2 separate regions of the Mus musculus genome follow, and region 2 is linked to region 1. A link is a contact called in public Micro-C data. All regions are on one chromosome and are shown on one strand. The core of a region is the stretch at or near the end of the contact, and the rest is flanking DNA. Distances in the headings are between cores, read along the strand shown. Region 1 holds the start of Hvcn1 (hydrogen voltage-gated channel 1). Region 2 overlaps Pptc7 (PTC7 protein phosphatase homolog).

The links. Hi-C and Micro-C count contacts between places; a contact is called where the count stands out from the background.
Region 2: a contact with region 1 is called in a Micro-C map of B cells, with 4 times the contacts expected there. The contact joins the enhancer-like site here to the promoter of Hvcn1 in region 1. A contact is called at or near these places in 1 of 39 promoter capture datasets (maxillary cranial neural crest), 4 of 484 Hi-C or Micro-C datasets (B cells, CD4 T cells and nephron progenitors), 5 of 115 datasets of contacts at active chromatin or transcription factors (double positive thymocytes, effector CD8 T cells, embryonic stem cells and 1 more) and 4 of 9 other capture datasets (adipose tissue, embryonic stem cells, liver and 1 more).

Annotation. Positions count from the first base shown.
Region 1 is chr5:122,208,267-122,211,564 of GRCm38.p6, reverse strand. Hvcn1 (hydrogen voltage-gated channel 1) reads right to left here and starts at 1,836. Exons shown (of 8, transcript NM_001042489.2): 1 at 1,644-1,836; 2 at 1,173-1,223.
Region 2 is chr5:122,316,260-122,319,681 of GRCm38.p6, reverse strand. Pptc7 (PTC7 protein phosphatase homolog) reads right to left here. Exons shown (of 6, transcript NM_177242.4): 4 at 2,448-2,571. Among named protein-coding and RNA genes, the nearest start is that of Pptc7, 34 kb to the right of the region's middle. Within about 2 kb of position 1,386, at least 92 of the 459 cell types and tissues checked have an H3K27ac peak or open chromatin away from gene starts, as enhancers often do. A contact at or near this core is called in B cells, adipose tissue, double positive thymocytes and 2 more, where this site is marked.

The DNA.
Region 1 (3,298 bases), core at 587-3,086:
TGGCTCAGAGGTCTAAGAGCACTGACTGCTCTTCCAGAGGTCCTGAGTTCAATTCCCAGCAACCCTACGGTGGCTCACAACCATCTGTAATGGGATCTGATGCCCTGTTCTGCCATGCAGGTATACACAGAGCACTCATATACATAAAATAAATACATCTTTAAAAAATGAAAAGTTATAGCAGGGACATGATGGGGAGGGCCAAAGAGGATGGAGGTCTGGACTTGGGTGTAGTCATGGTGACACAGCATCCAGACTGGAGATCTGTGTAGGCCAGAACTTGTGACTGGCCTAGATGGAGTGGGAGTTGGGAAAGAAGGATGGAGGCATGCGCTACAGGCGGGAAAGCCTGGACAAGAAGTCCGGGCTTCTTCCTTCTTGCAAAACATGGCCACGGGAAGGTTGTGGGCTGCCCAGCAGCTCTGGAATTGGGTAAGACCTAGCCTAGAGATTTTCAAAACCCTGCCTTGACCAGCCTTGCTGCCAGGGGAGTCTTGGAGGCAGAAGTTGCCATCCTCAACCACGGCCTTTCTCAAGAAACCTCAAGCTGCTGGTGGGCAGTCAGGAAACACTGCAAAGCTCAGAGCGTCCCCGCCAACCTGAGATGAAATGCCCAGTAGGCAGAAATGCCTTCAGAGGGGCAAGGTTGAGCAGAGAGGAACGCAGCTCCCAAGGATCCCGTGCTAGGTTTGGGGGTGGGAGTGGGGATTGCTAGGCTTCTCCCCATCACCTCAGCATTCCTGGGAGGTAGGTGCCATTCTGAATGCCATAGGGCAGAGAAGGATACAGAGACACAGAGGCAGTGTCCCACCTCTAAGGCATGTAGAATCAGGTACTCGCAGGCAGTAGGTGCTGGGTAAGTGGTGGGGGCTTCAGAAGAGCAGAAATGCACGCTGTTGCTGTTGCTTCTCGGTCTTACAGTATAACCAGGCCCCAACCCACCCACCCACCATTCTTGTTCCTTGGCACTCCTGAACCCAACAGATAGGGCTTCGAATCATTTCAAGAAGGCTCCACTAAATTGGGTTTCTTCTTGCTAGGGTGCACCAGTGTGCTGACTCCTTGGGGGTCTGCTCTTGTGGTGCTAGCTGTATCTCCTTCCCTCCTGCTGTCTCCCTGGGGTGGCTGTAGGGCTCTGGGATGGAAAACAGGGCTTAGGGCTTCACACTCACCTGCTGGTAGTTTGCAGCACTCCTTTGCAGTGGCTGGCTGGCTCTCTCCACCTGTGTGAGGGGGACAGGGTTACTTCTCCACAAGTCACAAGATGCTGGGTGTGGCAGAGTCATGGCTGTGGATCCAGGTTAACACCCACCAGGAGAGGATGCGCCTGTCAATGCTCAATTCCCCGGGGAGGAGAGCGGGGTGGGCAGTCACAGTTCAAGAAGCAGCCAGGGCCTTGGTCACCCCACGGTGCCCCCTGGCCTAGTCCTCCACTCCCCGCCAGCCAAAATGGACAAAAGAGCAGCAGGGAATCACGAGGATGGAGGGTGGCCAGGGCTTCCTTCCTCCCTCCCGGGCCCCGCGGCTGGCGGGTGTGCAGAGCAGGGAGAAGATCGCAGCTGCCCTCAGCTCGAGATACAACTAAGGTTGGAAGGAAGAGGGGGGCGCCCTGACCTCCCCACCCCAAGCCTCATCCTCGTTACCTGGCAGCAGTCTGCTTAGCTCTGTTCTCATCCCAGGGTAGAGACTCAGGCACACCCCAGCTCTGAAGAGCCCAGGGGGAGGGCCCTTGCCTTTGGGGGTGTGGTGTGGCGGGAGTTTCCAGAGCTGCTCGAACTTATTGCTGCTGCAAACTCAAAGGCCTACGGAGGCACTAGTGTGCTGAGAGGCACTAACTTGAAGCGGCTATCAAATGACAAAGACCCCGGGAGTATGCACAGGGCTGGAACTCTCTTCCGGCTAATCCCACCCCACCCCCACTCAAACGCCTCATCCAAGGACCTCCTCCTCCCTCTCTCTTCCAAAGCTCCTGTGTTTACTGGAGGAGATGAACTCCCTAGCTGAATTCAGGGGGCCAACTGATGCAAGAGCAGGTTAAAGAGAAACTTTTTACCTGCTAATGGAGACAGTCCCAAGAAAGTAAGGGCAAAAGAAATGTATCATAAGCTGGTGGGGGAATGACTGAACCCACTCTCTCTGGGCTGGGAAGGAAAATTCAGGAGAGTCACTAAGAGACAGTGTGTGTGTGTGTGTGTGTGTGTGTGTGTGTGTGTGTGTGGAGGGGAAGGAGTGGGCTTCCTAGCACACCTATTCAGACCCACTGCAGCCCAAAAGCCCCGGGTCCGTGTAATGGAACCCAAACTTTAGCTTCTTCAGAACCCCAGCCCTTCATGGCTGCTGTGTGTGAAACTCTAAAAGCCAGTTTCCTTAGAGTTCAGTGACTTCAGCTTCAATTCTGGCCTAATTCAGCCGGTTATCCGCAACACTTGTTTCCTTGTAACCACCTGCAGGTGTGGGCTAGCCTCCCTTCCAGATGCTTAGTGCACAGCCCCCTTCGAGCTTAAGGCTGCATCTCCACGGGTGCTGCAATACTGTGTGGCACTGCACAGGAACATTATCTGCCTCCCATTGGTCTCTGATCCACTGGCTTCTACCAGCTCCCCTGTCCTCCATGCTGGTGGCAAGCTAGGTTGGATGGTGGCAGGACTCCTCAGAAATGTTGTGATATAACAGCCTCCTGAAAGTTCCTAAGGTATGGCCTGCTCCATCCTGAACTTCAGCCTTCTTGTGTTTCATCCAAAACTTATCTCTCAGGGCTGGAGAGATGCCTCAACGATTTGAGCACTTGTTGCTCTGCCCGAAGAGCCAAGTTTGGTTCCCAGCACCCACATGGTGGCTGACAACCAGGCATCTGATGGCCTCTTCTGGCCTCCACAGACAGTTGCATGCATGCAGTGCACAGGCACACGGAAAAAAATCAAAACTCTCCTACTTCGGGGTCAGCTAGACAGGGTGAGACAGTTCCTCCTCATGTCTGTAGGGTGAGGAAGGCCAGGGAGAAGGAACAGGAGTCCCTCCATCTAATGAACCACCTCAAAGCTGTGGGCTGACATCAGCAATACATCCTGCCATGAGTTACAAACAGTATAAGACAAGATATGGCTTCAGCTACCAAGACCCAAGCTCTGGACTCTCTGGCTGACTCCCTGTTGTGTGTACCTGTCCCTTTTAGCTTTCAACTTGACACAGCCTAGAATCACTTGGGAAGAGGGTCTCAATGAAGGACCGGCTACATTGGGTTGACCTGTGGGGATTGTCTTAAGACCCAGCTCACTGTGGGCGGCATCATTCCCTAGGC
Region 2 (3,422 bases), core at 137-2,636, 110 kb before region 1:
GTGCCTCATGTGAGCTCTGCATAAGAACACTTGATGCAGGCAGCACTGTAGGCAGCTGCCACGCACACTCCAGTAAAAGTCTGCTTGACAGGCTGAGAAGCCTGGAAGCACTTGAGGAAAAGAGTTTCACGGAAACTCACCTCCTGGAGCTTTGGCGTTCTCATTAACCCATATACATACCCTATTCCCACGTTAGTCTGGTGTATGGATCCCTGCGCTCTCTTTTAGCATTATATTATTTTAAGTGCCTTTTAAGATTGAATTCTGACGTAACCAGAGCCTTCGCCAGTGTTCCAAGGTCCCAGAAGCAACTGAGCTTGGAATCCGGCAGGAATGCAGTAAGGAAGTTACCTATTCAGTAACTAAGCATTACAAAAAACGGAGCCAGCAGCTCAGAGCTGGTCTGCAAAGTATTTACTAAGGACAATAACAAATCTCACCCAAACAAGGGAATACCATAATAGAGCTAGGGAATCCCACTGAGACTTAGATCTTCCCTACAGCCAGGTATAGCAAGCTTCATATTAGAAGCAAGTTGGTAAATTCTTCTAAAGACCCAGGAAATAGGGGGATTGTGGTATTGCAGTATTCATGAGAAGGCCTGCTAGTGCAGAACCCCTGGTGGTGGGCTTAACAATAGACTAGCTTTACACCTGGCTCCCTTCATAGTGGCAGCAGCCTGGTCCCCGCCTTCTTTTGATGTATACATTCCTTTTGTATTTCATCACTGTAACTTGGTGGATCGTATTTTGCCTGGTTTCTTGTTATTCTTCGGTATAAAAAGTTTGATGCTCAACATGACAAAATACATTCAGATTCTACACAATCTCACGTGTTGGTCTGTCTGTCACCCGCCAACTCCTTGCCCATCTGCACCCAGAGACCCGCTCCACGCAGACAAAGGGACCCAGATGGTCTGCGGCAGGCAGCACACTCACCTGAACACTCCCCCAGCACTTAGGTTTATCCAGTGAGAAAAGACATGGAGACAGCACTACGGGGACCAAGCCCGTCAGATCAAGGCCCTGCCTGAACCTTTGGTTGAAATGGCTCCACATTTTTAATTAAGATTTTCATTTTTGGTCTTCCATTTGAAATTTTTGAGGTATTCTTGCTAAAATGGGATGGTCTGAAAAGGTGGGTTTGGGCCACATTTTCATGGTGCCTCAGAAGTCCCCATGTTTGGGAAAACACCTAGCTAGCCATATTAGCTTTTTTCAAGTAAGAGGTGCTCTGGTGCTGGCTATGCTGAGACTGGCCTGCAGGCTTTGTATGCCATAGCAGACTCTTGCTTTGCTGTGCGTTCTCTGACCATGCCCTGTCCTAGCTACTTCCACTTCCTCATCTATAAAATGGGCGCTGGAGGACAAGCCTCTGCTCAGCCCTGCCATCAAAGGTTCTACATCTTTCAACCAGCAGAGGGCTAGGACAGCTGGAGGCATGGCTCCAGAGATCAACAGTACTGGTGTCCTTGCAGAGGACCCAGGTTTGGTTCCTAGCATCCACAAGACTGTTCACGTCAGTTCCAGGGGATCCAACACTCTCTTCTTGCCTCCATAGGCAACACTCATACACATAATATTTTTAAAAAGCAAAGTTCATAAAGAAAATGAAAAGCCAACAGGTCTGTGCGTCTAGGCCGCCTCCTCACAGGGGCCTTCCCTAGCCAATCTAAGATAGGAGTCCCCTTTATTTCTAACCCTGCTCACTTGCCAGCAGCCTATATTGTGTATCTATCTCCTCCCCAGCCGTTCTCCTCTGCACTGGAAGCCCCGGAGGGTGGGCCGAGTGCTTCCTGCTGACGGCTGTCAGCACACAGTGCCCCAGTACAAGCGACCACCACAGGGCAGGCACGGTGCTAGGACTTCCTCCCCATGGTGTTGGTTACTCTTCCCTGCCACCCTGAAGGGGAAGACTTTTTCTTCTTCCCAGTTCACAGGCAAGGAGGCACTGCTTGGACAGTAGAAGAAACACCCCAAGCCAGAATGGCAAGGTGCCAGAGAAGAAGGCCAGGTCTGCCAGCCAGAACTTTCTCTGGGCTAAGAGAATCTGGAAAGCCCAGCTTCTGGTCCTGCCACCTTTTGTGGTAGAGGCCAAACTCTCCCTCAGTGATAGCTCTAGTCAACACCCACACTCCTTGCTGCCTGGTCTCACTTCTGACCTCCCAGCCTCAGCAACCGCAGGGTGTGTGGTGACAGGAAAAGGAGAGAGGCATAAGCAGGTGCATAAGATACGAGGAAACAAAGCAACTTCCGACTCCCCTGGACCACCCTATGAGGAAGGCTGAGCCAAGGGCTCCCCCAGTTCTCCTCTAATGTTCCCAATTGTAATCGCCTGGGATAGTATACCCATCATTTTGTGAAGTTCAAAAAACAGTCTTTTCCAAACCAACATAGGGACAGGGCACTGGGCAGAGCGGCAGCTCCCAGGGCCTCCAGGCTCCTTACCTTCAGTTTTTTCAGCTCCTGGAGGATCATGTAATCAGGCATGTTGTCAAAGAGCCCATCTGTTGCTGTCAGGATGATATCTCCTAACTGGACATCGAAAGATGTGCTATCAGCAGCGTCTGGGCTGTGGCAAGGACAGAGGAGGAACAGCAAGGTGAAGGAAGCCCTGCAGGTATGTGCCAAAGGCCCTGCTACCTGCATTTTACAATGTCAGGAGGCTTTAAATATGGCCTCAACTAAGGAAGCTGGGCTAGCGAGCGAGTCAGCAGACAAGGGGAAGACCAGCAAGCCTGCTCACTTGAGTTCTCCCATCCTAAGCACCCACAAGTGAGAGAACTGACTGCCACCAGTGTCCTGTGACCTCCATGCTCCAGCTGGGGCATTAACCCCGCCTCACAACATGAAGTCATACCAAAATGTCAATCCTGAGAAAACTAGCTGACAGCATCATCTGTATGTTTCAAAGGCTCAACAAAAGCCATTGAGTAAAGCTGAGTCCAGGCCAAGAGACCAGTCACGCATGGCACATGGATCAAGAGGAAGGCTCTCTCCTGAGGCAGGTCTAACCTCCACTATGTGCAAGGGAGTGTTCCTGTCCAGTCTGCAGTCTCTGATCCCAGCCTCTCCCACCCACACCACTACGCCCCTTCTGGCTCTCAGGAGGCTAGCCGCCCGCAGAGAACATGAGCGCCCAGAGAGGCTCTAGCACAGTTAAGGGCTGTGTATCTCCCACCCTGACATGGAACGCTTCAAGAAACTAGCTAATTGGCATACTGCAAACAGAATAACCCTCTGAATTGAGAGAAAATCTGTAATATGTTAAATAGAAAAGGCAGGAATATGTGGTGGATACAACTACTTCTGTAAAGAGGGGCAGACACACTTGAAGATTTCTAAGCTCAGAGCATCCATCAATCTGGAGAGAAGCTAGCCCAAGAGCCTCCTGGAGAACATGGGGTTACACCAGCGGCAGGA